2 separate regions of the Gasterosteus aculeatus genome follow, and region 2 is linked to region 1. Evidence: chromatin contacts called from public Hi-C data. All regions are on one chromosome and are shown on one strand. The core of a region is the stretch at or near the end of the contact, and the rest is flanking DNA. Distances in the headings are between cores, read along the strand shown.

Region 1 (6,275 bases), core at 2,155-4,654:
TACGTGTTCCCTCCACGGACTCCGATGTGAAGAATTTTGGTAGAAGAGGGTTTTGGTAGTTATTTCTTGGGAAAAAGCGAATGGCTAATGGACTGCATTGAACGTGATCACACACACGCAAGTCTTAGTTTTGGTTACTCGACATGAACACAAAGAGAGAGAGAGAGAGTTCTGAGTTGCGGGGCAAGTTGATAAAATCTTAAGAGGTGATGTCACACGTGTCGGCTCGACAATCGGGATTTGGCAACACTTGATACTGATGACAGCTGCTGGGTTGTTCGGTTACTGTCCATTCATTCGCATCCAACCACAGCCGCATGTTCCCAATGACGCCAAATGGCAATATTGTTCTAATTGGACTGTTAAACACTCGATGGAATGTTAACAAATTCTGGAAATACAAAAATGTGTTTTCTATCCAAGAGGTTTAATAGAAGAGCACATCCTTTAAACAATAATCCCTTTTCACTTTGATTGGTGCTTATGATGATGTGATATTAAAGCAAAATTTGCAGTGACTTTACACCTGGAAAAGCCCTTTTAATTCCATTCAGTCCATTCTCCACCTTTAAATCAATTCCATGTTTAAATCAGCGAAGGTATTAAGATTATTTAGTAATCCTGCTTCACCAGGCCGGCCTCAGGCATGGACAGTAAGGTGCTTTTCAAATCATTAAACATACACGCACTGAAAAAAAGGGAGTGTGAACAAAAACAACAAAAGCACGTTTTAAGCAACATCATTTACAGGTTTACAGGCTATAAAAAACAGGTTCTCATTCAAAGAAGAGTGAAGTAAGCAAAACATTTCAGACACGTGTTTAGCGAGAAATAAAACTAGAGCGCGACAAATTGAGAATGAATCCCTAGAGGAAACAGCATTTGTTACAACCACAATAGGAGCGCACAGGTTGTTTATTTCGCTCATCAGCAGCCCCAAAACTGCTGACGCAGGAATATTATCTAGCTGAACAGCTGGATTGTCTCGGTTGCTAAAAGTAAACATACATGACACACCAGTTGAGCTTCATGAATAATACATTAGTCACACACACACACACACACACACACACACACACACACACACACACACACACACACACACACACACACAAACACCTCGAGCAGAGAGACGTGTGACCTTCCTGTGACGCAGACTTGCCTGACTTGAAATCCCTATAAGCCAAAAGCTCAGCGAGAAGGGTGGAAAAACCTGCAGGATCCCCGGGCTCTCATCTCCTTCCAATAAAGTGAGTTGTCTGTTTCCCCCCCCCCCCCCCCCCCCCACGAGACAGACAGGACGTAACGGGGAGGCAACCAAAGGGCATCATCACGGGGTGAAGAGTTCACCAGGAGTACCAGGATAGGGTTTCACAGAGAAAAAAGGTGGGGGGGTTGATTTCATTTTACGCTGAAGGGGAATTACATTTTCTCCTTTCAGCTGGGACAAAATGGAAGAAACATGGAGTCATGCAAAGAGGCAGTGAAGGTCAGAGACAACAGAGCGCATGGAGGCAGGCATGCATGGCAGGATGCGGCTTGTGGAGAGCAGGAAGGGGAAGCCGGACCGATATAGATTTATTTTGCCGCCGCTCCTGAAAAACATGGCTGTGCCAATAGAGAACTCGGTGGCGGTTAACGTGCCGATCGAAGCGTGCACCGTCGGTCTATTCCAAACCCCCCCCGGTGTGGGGCTACAGAAACCACCAGTGGACTCCGCAGTTGGCATAAGATAGGCGTCACAGCCATAGGGGTCAAATCCCCAATCTAATCAGGTAATTATTAGGACTTTAGCACAGCTCAGCCGATTTGGCCACGTGAGTAGAGCTAATATAAAAAAAGGAGCAGTTAAAGTTGCAGTCTCGTTGCACAAACAAAAGAAAAGCAATTAATTCCTCCTTTCAGGACAGCATGAGGATGAGGCCAGCTTCATTTAGTCTCCGTAGCCCAGAGGGATGATGTTTGAATATAAAGTAAAAGTTTAGGTAGTGTAACAAATATCAGTGGACTTTGTCTGGGAACGTGATGTCTCAAGTGTTTTCTAGGGTTAGGGTTAGAATAATAGCTCAGGGACATGTTTTAAAAAGAGGCCTTTTGGTTTCTCACATCAATAATTGGAGACAGTTCAACCATAAGTTGTAAATTATGTTCAGCGTGGAGGTTTGCACACAAACAAACGTACAGGTGAGCAATGTCAGCGAAAAACTTCATGAAGACCATAATAAAATCATTCAGTTATAACAAAAAGCATATGAGGCAGAGCAAGTACTAGTGACATCCTGATTTACCGACCTCTCCAAATGAATCGCCATTAGTTAGTAACTTAACTTTCCTTTTTTTATTCACTTCAAAACGAGGAAAAAGACAAATTTCTGTGAAAAAACCCAGATCGATAACAGCAGGATGGGCGTGTCAGCTGACTCAAGACAGCTGTGGATCAAATGTGGGATTTGGAGTGTGAACATTTGGGCTTCATAGGAGGTGAAACGCACAAGAGGGCGAGCTCTTAACTTTAGTCTTCAGTCCCACTCGAGGAGAAAACTGCCTTCAGAAGTTGGTGCTGCGGTGGGACTCGCGGGAGCGCGGAGCCTCCGGTGATGCTGACATTCAAAACATGGGCGGTGGTTCCCATCGCCTGTCGTGTACCGTGAACCATGTCAAAATAAATACCCCCACCCCACCACCTTCCCTCCTGCGGCATGTCGCTGTCAACTTACCCTCAGAGAGCTCCAGCTCCAGCTCCGCCAGCTTCTCCCGGACCTCCGCCGGGAGGGTAACAGCGACAGCCGGCGTCGGCTCCAACATCATCGTTAGCAACCCGGTGGAGGTTCTCTCAGCCATGGTGGTAAAAAAAAAAAAAAATGAAATAAAAAGCACGGGTAGGTCCACCGAAATGCTGCTGATGACAATGCCACTGGAAATTAAAAAAGAATGTAATGAAATAAGCCCCCCACCCGCCCCTCACTTGGTTTCAGCTAGCGAGGGTCTGAACTGGGTGTCGCTGAGCGTCTCTCGCTGCGAAGCCGCACAGACGTGTGAGAAAACGTCTCCAACGGTCATGACGCGGCTAGCTGGGCGGCTAGCGGACACGCCTGGCTTGGCTGCGGGTTTCCACGCAGTGTGGGAGGACAGAGGGGAGGAAGGGGAGGTCCCGCCGCTGGTCTCCGTGGCCGCTGTCTGTCCCTCGGCACTGGCGGTGTCCTGTCGGCTGTCGGGACCGGCTGCTTGCCTTCAACTGCGGAGGGAACTCATTCAACTCCCCGCTCGCTTCCCACGGCGCAGTCGCCATTGCATCATAGCAACAGCGGCACCCGACCGCGCGCGTGCACGAGCGCCGCTCCTGTGCGCGTCTCCTCGTCCTCGCGTGACTCGCCTGCCTCCTGTTGTCACAATCACAATACTGGAGGTTTTTTTGTTCATTTCTTGGGTGTCACACAACTTTATATACCATGCTTACTGTATTACTATATTATGTCCACGTGCTGTTTTACACACATTATATGTTTGTTTCTGTCTAAAGAAAAAAGAACTAACTGATCTTTGATTCACTGTCCGACTTCAGAAATATTGCATATTGTATGGATGTATTTATCAACATCATAATAGCACTCTATTGTGATGTTACTAGATGTTACTGGTTACTGTTAAGGTAAAGAACTCCATCACCCAGCATTCCCTAGTCAGTGGTGAGGGACATGCGCAGAGCGGAGCGCGGCAGACCCCGGGTAGCATTAGAGCGGACTGTGCTAGTTGAAATTAAAAGTTCATGAAACGTATATCACGCCTCGCCTGCTTCTTATAAGATTAAGCAAGGTACAACATCTATAAGAAGAAAAATAAATGAATACTGTAACGTAGAAGTAGCCCACCTCCTATTTATATCTCTCTATATCTATCCCATTATCTACATATATAAAGAGTCAGTGTATAGACTGAAATACAATGTTTGCTGAATATGTGCATATACAGTCACTATCGTGCAAATTCTATATTCGTTATAGAATTCAACAAACTACCAAGTAAACATAACATTAACATAGTAATTCGATACAGAAGATTTTAGAATTTAAAAGGTTTTATGGCATGTAGGTGGGTGGGCAGGGAAGCTTAATGGTTGACAAATACCCCACTCTATATATTATATGGACGTATTAAGACTGGAGGGTGGGAAGAGTCTGCATCCTGAACTTCTCAAACGTATTAGTTATTTATTTCCAGTAACTTTATTACAATTTAGCCAACATCAATATTGGTATGAAATATAAATATTTCAAACAAAAGAACAAAGATCAAAGTCAAACTCAGAATGCACATTATAAATCCTTCGGTTTTGGTAGCAAATAAGTAACAAAATGAAGACAATCCATTCAAAGTTAAGAAAATATAGAAAATTAAAAAAAACAGGTATAACAATAATAGTAGAGCAATAGATGTACTTAATTTAACCAATTCACATTACATTACTTACTTATAAGTATAATAACAATAATTAAATACTAAGAGGTACTACAACCTCGTTTAAGCTGCACTGGAAAAGGCATTTCAAAGGCAATTCAGATTAATGCTTAAAAAAAATAAATCAATTACATTTGATGAGATGACCATTGTGTATGATTAAAATATACAGAGTCTGTATAGTCTCTTGTATTAATCTTCTTTTTTGTCTTGCATTAATCTATTGCGAGGCTCTGATTGGGTGTTCTGCCATTTGGGTTAGATGGGTGATGAGTATTTGTCTAGCCTGTATATTTGTTATGAAACATATTGAAAAAAGTTACTTTCAAACATGAAATAAATATATATCAAAACAAGCTGCAAAAGTGTTTAAGGTTTCTACAACCAGCAGGTGTCACTGCATGCACAGTAAAAAAAAATATATGTATGTTCTTCACAGGCAAGTAATATGGTATATGTAAATATGTCGCTGATGGTGATTAAGCGTTATATCATAGTGATGAATACACTATTGTAAGTAAAGCTCTTTCCTTAAAGTATGTTTCAGCTCGATGTGGTAAGTTGCTCCAGGATTCCTCCTGTTATGTTCAAAGATGGCCGCATTCACCTCGGTATGAACATCCAAAAGGTGCGTTTTCCTGTCGGAACACAAAACATCTGTTTTCTCTCAAGGCGAACATGAAAACCGTCTGATGCGGAAGTGTTTCCCACTCTAGGCACCTTACCTCCTTTGACCTTTGTGCAGAGCGTCTCTCAGGACCTGCAGGTAAACAGAGCGATGGTCTCCCCGCACCAGTTGCTGTTCACCCGTCCAGCAGTGGCTCCAGAACACATCTGCATCCGTCGGGACCAAATCGCACCTGGACAGTCCGAAGCACCCGTCCGTCTCCAGATCCTCATCCCGGTGCTGCGTGCCGGCACGGGGCGGAATCTCAAGGATGTCGTACCTCTGGATGAGGAAGAGCTTGGGCTTACCGGCCAGCACGGGACATGCATCTGCATTGAAGAGGCGCCTGACGTCGTCCAGATGCAGACCTGCGCCGTAGGAGTCCGTACCCAGGAGATGGTTGCCCGTACCGCGGCTGATGATGCAGCAGACGAAGCAGTCGCCTGCGAGGTTCTCCCTCCGTCTGAATACCTCTCCGAGAACCGAGAGAGCGTCGGCTGCACTCAGCCATTTGTGCAGGACCACGTTGAAGTGAAGAGCCGTGAATGTCTGTTCCAGCGAGTCTGAGTGAGTGAGGAGAGGTGAAACAACACTGAAGTCTTTCAAGATATGAATGTAATAAACGCTATCACGCCAGGGCTGACACCAAAGCAACCCAAAGGGATTCCGTATCAGATTAAACAACACCCTCCTCAACTTTCTTTCCGGGTTTTGTTTAAATAATTGTTCAAAGGCGACAAAGGAAACATGAAACGCTTTTTTCCTACACTAAAGGCAGGTTTGGACCTCTTGCGTACGTCAGAAAAAGAAAGAGGTTGGTACTCAAGTGAGCAGCTTCCCTGAGCTACTGTGGTGACCAATGAGTGCACGTGAGAATACACACAGGTTGTAGGTATAGCACATCCGATCATTACATTCAAGGCCAAGATAGATGATCGGATCGCAACTGTCTAACTAGAAAGTTTCTTTCTTCCTTTCTTTGGTCAGAATTTGCGTCATTAATAATAGTACATCAAATGAACTAACCAAACAACAGTGCAAAGACAAAACAACAAACATCTGCTTTGTGTGTTGGTATTTCAGTGAAGTAAGTGAATATTTATTCCAGCACTGAACACTGAAAAGTGTTTTGTGTCTCACCTCCATCATTTCC
Region 2 (6,275 bases), core at 1,124-3,623, 49 kb before region 1:
TACTGTCTTTAGCAGGACTGACACTTTCAAACTCTGCAACTATTCCTCGGCTCACACATTCCTTATGATTTAAAATGCTTATTTAAAGCATGCGTGTTTGGAGTCTGCCTGTCACCCTAATCCTTCTCCATGGGGGCTGAGACCTCCTACACCTTGTCTCGATGTTAAAACAAGCACAAATTTTTCGACAGTCGGATTAAACAGCCCGGTGAGAAAAGAGCGGTGGCAGGCAGTTGTTGTTCTTCTTGCACGGTGCAATGACTGCAGTTCACCTGCGGATGGCGACAGTCATGGCTTCTGAAGAGCTGGCACATGGACAGATCACCTCAGGTCGCAGCCCACGTGCCTGAAACACGTTGAGGAAGGCATCGCACGAGGATATCGACCCTGTCATAACACAAACATGCAAACAAATGTACACAACAAATCAACAACAATCTCTTGTGGCTCCAGGCTTCATTGAATGAGAGTCTGCAGGTGAACTCACATGGGTTAGCTCCGTCGGCTACGATCAGCATGCGCAGGGAGCTCAGGCTGACATCTCTTTGGTCTCTCTGCGCCAGCAGAGACCAGTGCATGTCTCTCGACTTCACCACGGCAACCCTTGCTGTGGAAGGGGATGCAGAGACAAAGAGACAGGCTCACAATATAATCATCACCTCTGTCACTCGGCTGGACAGCCAATCGCAGATCTGTAAATCTGACAGCAAATAGCAGCACAGTCTGACTCAGTTGCCGACAGGTGACTCAGCAAAGTGCGGCCTACGGCTCGGATGGCGGAGGAGACGGATTTCATCCTGTCCTCAGCCTCCGCTGGAGCAGCACAACTGAGTCAGACAAACTAGTCCGTCAATCCACCCTCCCCTTTCACAGGTGCACTGAGAACAGACTCTCTCTGAAAGTCAAACGCGGTCTTATTACAGATACTTAAAAAGAATTAAGTGTTGGGCAAACTACCATTTCCCCATGGAGCAAGCTCCAAAAGCATATCACGTGAATAACGTGTGTATGTACTCTGTATCAGTCAGTATGAAACAATGCACCTAGATAAAACTAGGTGTGTTTGTGCCGTACTAACGGTGACAAGTGACGGATGCCTGGGTGGATTAATCCTCACCTTTGTATGTGTGAACCTTCTGTATCCAGGAGAGGGGGTTGACTTTCATCAGGGAGTAAGGAATGCTGATCACGTGCATCCGATTCATGACACTCTGCCAAGAGAAACACAAAAATATGTCCACGGTGTATCATAATTTCACTGACATCATTATAAACCAGACCTGATCACTGTTTCATTTTCGGGGGTTTGAACGTGAAACTGCATCAGCAGCGCTGATTTGAGGATGTGTTGGAAGTTGAAATATGTTTTACAGGTCTTAAGCGCTTAAGTTGTGTTTCACAATTAGTTTATAATAAATTGTGATAGAACTCTTCCATTAGCTTTACCAGACGGTTCAACACCACTCACAGTGAGAACGCCGTGCCATAACCCTGCTTCTCTTTTGAAGTCCAGGACGTTGGTTATTGTCTCACCTGCAATTGAAAAAGGAATTTTGAACAAGATCAAGGTTTGAGACATTTAACCTGGCATTCTTTTTTAACTAAAGCACTTGCATATCATCATTATTTCAAAAAAATAATTATAATTCCTGTTTGTGGCAGCATTGCAATTCAGTGAAGCAGCGAACATATTTGTAAAACCGACCCAGAGAGACTCTCAGGGCTTCTGGTGCCGTCAAGAGTTATTTACAGCAAAACTGGGACACTGAAGGAGAGGAGGGGCCTTACATTCTCAGGAAGAAAAACAACGAGCTGAGTGGGCGCATTTATCAAACCGGACTGTAATTACACTCTGATGAGGTGTGACGCTGAAGCCAAACAAATAATGAGAAGTTGAGGGGTCCTCCCTACCTTCAGTGTAGCCGCAGGCCTGAGTGAGCGCGTGACAGTGGGCCAGCGTGGCTGCGTTGGACACTGTGATGCCCATGGTGCTTCCCTCCTTGCTGGTCTTATACTGACCGAAGGAAACAAGGAAAACCATTTGAACAATTTCATTCCAAAAAAGAACACATAAAGAATACATCAAATTAAAACAAAAAAATATAACCAAATTGATATTCCCTTTACTGGTAAGATCAATAAAACCACTTTTACCTCTATGTAAGCTATGTCATTACTGGTGTCCCGTATCGGAGGGTGCCAGTCCTTCGGGGGCTTCACAACATGTTTTCCATCCGTCACGAACCACAGTAACCGTGGCCAGCCTGAAGAGACGGAGGCGTGGAGTCAGTTCAAACCAAACGCAGCTAAACAGAGGGAGAGTGAAAATGAGAGCCCACCTTTGAACGTGGCTACCTCCCCCGTTTGTGCTTTGGGCAAGCCTTTCTGACACGCGTCAGTGGTCAGTGCCAACGTGACGCCACAGCTTCCCAACAGAAAGCCAATCTGTTGACTGCCGGCATCCTGGGGGGGAGATCAAAGTTCATACAGCAGGAACTTTGGCAAACAGTCGAATAACAATCATCAAAAGTGACAAAACAGGAAGGCTTGAGGAAAAATGTGCTGAGGCAGCGGTTCCCAAACTTCATGTGTCGAGCCCCCCTTTGATGGTTTAGGAACATTGCAATGCGCCCAGTTGCCCTATGTGGTCTAATATTGTCACTGAAATTACGCATCGTTTCCCTTGACAATAATCCATTACAGCCATGTCAGCGTCTTCCAACAGCATGCTTGTAAACAGCAAACAAGAACAGACATAAATATTCAAACTGTCTAACTGATGTGGGGGAAATTGGTTCAGTTTGTGCAGGAAACTGGGATGCATCATAACACTTTAGGGCTGAATAACACTACAGAAGGCTGTTATAGCACAAGATATTCTAGGATATTGGAAAAGTAGAAGCCAATGTGCATAACTTTACAACGCTCTCATTAGGGGTCATGTGTCCAGCAGGGGTCACTGCTGCTCTTCAGTGTTTAGCTCAAACCAATAAGGTCCACACATTCCCAAGAGATTGTATTTGCCTTTACCTTTCTGGTGAGCGGGACTTCAATCGGCACCGGAACCAGCTCGGCCAAGAGACAGCCGTAAAAGGCAACCATGAACATCACTGGGTCGTTGTTGGGGAAAACAAGTGCAACCTGCGGTGGACACAATATGTTATAGTAGGATGTGAAAGCAAACGTTTGCTTCATTTCAGAAATAATGTGGTTGTGGTATTATATATAAGAATATATATCATATAAGAAATAGCTCTTGTTTGTTGCAAACTGACCTTAGAATCAAGTAGGCAGACTTGATAATAATATATTCTCTCACCGTTTCATTTTTAACGCTACTTCAAGCTCAGGGAAATAGAAACTAGCTGAATATTGTTTTAGGAGCCTCAGCCAAAAACCTCAAATGGAACGAGGAATGTGACATACGACTGACCAGGCCTGGACACAGATTTATGTCATGACTTACCCTGTCGCCGGGCACCAGCAAAGGCTCATTTCTGGTACTCAGCTTGTTAAGAAGCGTGTAGGCCAGTTTCTGACTGCGGGTCCATAGTTTACCTACAGAGGTGAAAGTCGACGGTCACATATTTGATTTGACATCCCAACCCCAGACCACCAAATCCACATAAAAATCCACACAACGGCTGATAATAGCAGCGATTACAAAATAACGTCCATGCAGAGACGGCCACTTCTTTGTCCATTATTTGTAAAGAGAAAGAGACAGATTGCATGACAGGAGGAGACATGGCTTTGTATCTCCGGTGTGAATTGGGAGCCACTCATCCACAGCCTGATGCCTACCATAGGTGAGCGTGTACACCGGCTTGCCAGCATTGTCGAGGGCCGTCAGGCAGGGGCTCTTGGGCTGAGTCGTACCCCACCGATGTAAGGCTGCTGGCAAGGAGGGAGGCCAGGTGTTGACCCCCCCGAGAGGATCGCCTTCTAGGGGACTCATGTGCTGGCCTTCCGGTTTTGGCTGGTTGGGATCTGGCTGCTGAACTAAATAGGGAAGACAAAATATCTCTGTTGACAAATAATCGGTACATTTCTCAGTAATAAAACTCAGGCAGGGCCATACGAGTGTAAGGTGGAGGATTAAATGTGAGTTGGATTCTGTGCTTATCAGTCTAAGCTGCATCCTTCAATAAGGAGTAGCTCCCTCTATCCCTCAGCTTCCGCTTCTCCTCGCACCATACTTGCGCTTTGATTGGACTTGCATCTTTCCGTCACTATTTCCCCCCCAAACTGCATTGAACTCTGGTGAGCGTAATTCAAAAATGCTTAAAAGAGCTGCCATGAGGTCCGCTGCCAAATAAATCACCTCCATCAGGAACAAACAGCGTTGAGCCTCCTGCCATTTTCAGCTCAGTGTGTTTTTTTGCTCGCTCGCTCCAGGCAGACCACCAAGCAGGGGGTTGCCATGTCACAGTGTCTTTGCCAAACTCAGCGGGGCTCGTCAATTACCTGCTGATGCATTACTATTCCTGGCACTTCATTTTACTTCATTCGTGTTTATTCATCCTGGCAGAAAGCCCCCCAAAACCACATGATGGGCGGGTTGGAATGAAGGAAATGGTTGGACAGGGCCGGGCCGCTTAGTGTGCGTGTTTCTGTATTCCATAACCACTCCCTCAACACACCTGGTGGTCTGAGCCCCACCAAGAGACAAAATGACAACCACGAATCTAAACGTGTTCCATGACTGTTTATTTGAGAGGCGTGGTGAGCTCAACCCGACGTTTTCACCTCGCCGGAAGCTGCAAAATTCCGCTGAAAGCTCCAAAAAAAATGTTGGTACAGGTTGTTAACGCTGGTGTGGCTGACGCACATGAAGGAGCAAGAGGATTTGAATCAAATCCAACCTTTAACTGCTGAAGTCTCTGATCAGTATGCTGATCACACCACAAAAAGATGGATGCTTCCTTTCATGAATTATTGATTTGTTAGAAGCCAGATAATTACTTTGGAACTATCTTACCATCCAAAAGCTCCTCGAAGTCGTCGACAAAGAACTCTCGCAACGGCGGCCGCTTCGGTCTTTTCAGAGTGTTGAGCAGCTGCTGGATTTTGGAGGAGACGCGACTGTTGACTGGAACACCTGCACCATGATATTGGAGGACATGAAAAGAAAAGGGCATAAAAGGGGAAATTAACAAGACAAGTATGTGGAGAGGAAGAAAGAATATGTGGCATGGCAATAGAAATGTAGACAAATTAAATGAGAGATGGATGAAGTGAGAAGGAGACGGGAAGGGTTGAAAAGAAGAGAATCGAAAAGGTCAATGTGGTGCTCTCTAGAGGACAACCAGCTGTCACTCACATTGTTGCAGAACAACAACAGTGAACCGCGAGGCCCATTACAGTCACCTGGAGGTCAAACGATCACAGTCTTTGAATCCAGATACTCTCTAGAATCGGCGACAAACATTGCAGGCTAAATAAAACAGAAAGTGAGGAGCATCCTCGCCTGCTGCCTAGCAACAAAAATGTCCACCATTAAGTGATTAGTCATGTCATTCATGTCAAGTCATGAATTGTCTAAAAAGATGTTTCACGTACGCTCTGCAAAATCCATAATGGTGGAGGCTAAAACCAACTATAACCCAATGTAATGTTAATGTAAATTATTTGAAGTGTTAAAGTGTTAGAAATGCTGAACCAGAATATAGACGCAATGAGAAAACATAAATAAAGGGGCACGAGAGACGAGGAGGGGTGTCTGGTTAGATTCCTCTCACATTTCTGACGTGGATGCGAAGACTATAATCATCATCGGGCATCATTTCCTTCGCATGAATTCATACGTAGTTTAGGAAAGGTGGTCTTTGCAGACATTCCAGACAGCCACAGGAGACGAAGGCCACAGCTGCACGTAGCTCGCCCCATTTCTCTTACTATTATAAGCCTGGCTCAGACAGACTGTGCCGACTTACGGAGGGACAGATGCACAGGGGGGGCAGAAGTGTGGGAGTCAGAGCTGCACCTGATGGGCCAATTAGAAAGCCCAAGACACACAGGAGGATTGCATCTGCGGGCCATGACCCCCCCCCCCCCGCCCACTCAAGTGCGCCTGATCGTTAATATCAAAACCAACCAGGACCTGCATGTGATGATGACTATAATTAACATTTTCATATCAACCCACATCATTAAATTACTGCAGCAAGCACTAGGTCCATTACGCAGAAATGGTCATACGTGATCGAATAGCATAAAGAGCAAGACTGGCTATCCCACACGTGTGTTATTGTTAATGAATCCCATTCAAAGAC

What was found. Hi-C and Micro-C count contacts between places; a contact is called where the count stands out from the background.
Region 2: a Hi-C map of liver shows a contact between it and region 1, with 5 times the contacts expected there. The contact joins the enhancer-like site here to the promoter of LOC120833572 in region 1. A contact is called at or near these places in 4 of 6 Hi-C or Micro-C datasets (liver, skeletal muscle, tail fin and 1 more).

Annotation. Positions count from the first base shown.
Region 1 is chr16:12,477,260-12,483,534 of fGasAcu3.hap1.1, reverse strand. LOC120833572 (disco-interacting protein 2 homolog A) reads right to left here and starts at 3,404. Exons shown (of 39, transcript XM_040200775.2): 1 at 2,966-3,404; 2 at 2,718-2,830. The coding sequence starts at 3,060. It overlaps cflar (CASP8 and FADD-like apoptosis regulator), which reads right to left. Exons shown (of 10, transcript NM_001267666.1): 8 at 6,263-6,275; 9 at 5,181-5,685; 10 at 4,191-5,093. The coding sequence ends at 4,964.
Region 2 is chr16:12,524,744-12,531,018 of fGasAcu3.hap1.1, reverse strand. LOC120833572 (disco-interacting protein 2 homolog A) reads right to left here. Exons shown (of 39, transcript XM_040200775.2): 8 at 4,982-5,101; 9 at 3,805-4,002; 10 at 3,467-3,558; 11 at 3,031-3,141; 12 at 2,340-2,463; 13 at 2,155-2,264; 14 at 1,912-2,014; 15 at 1,469-1,533; 16 at 1,118-1,211; 17 at 488-607; 18 at 273-387. Among protein-coding and RNA genes, the nearest start is that of sacs2, 36 kb to the left of the region's middle. Within about 2 kb of position 2,373, at least 2 of the 9 cell types and tissues checked have open chromatin away from gene starts, as enhancers often do. A contact at or near this core is called in liver, where this site is marked.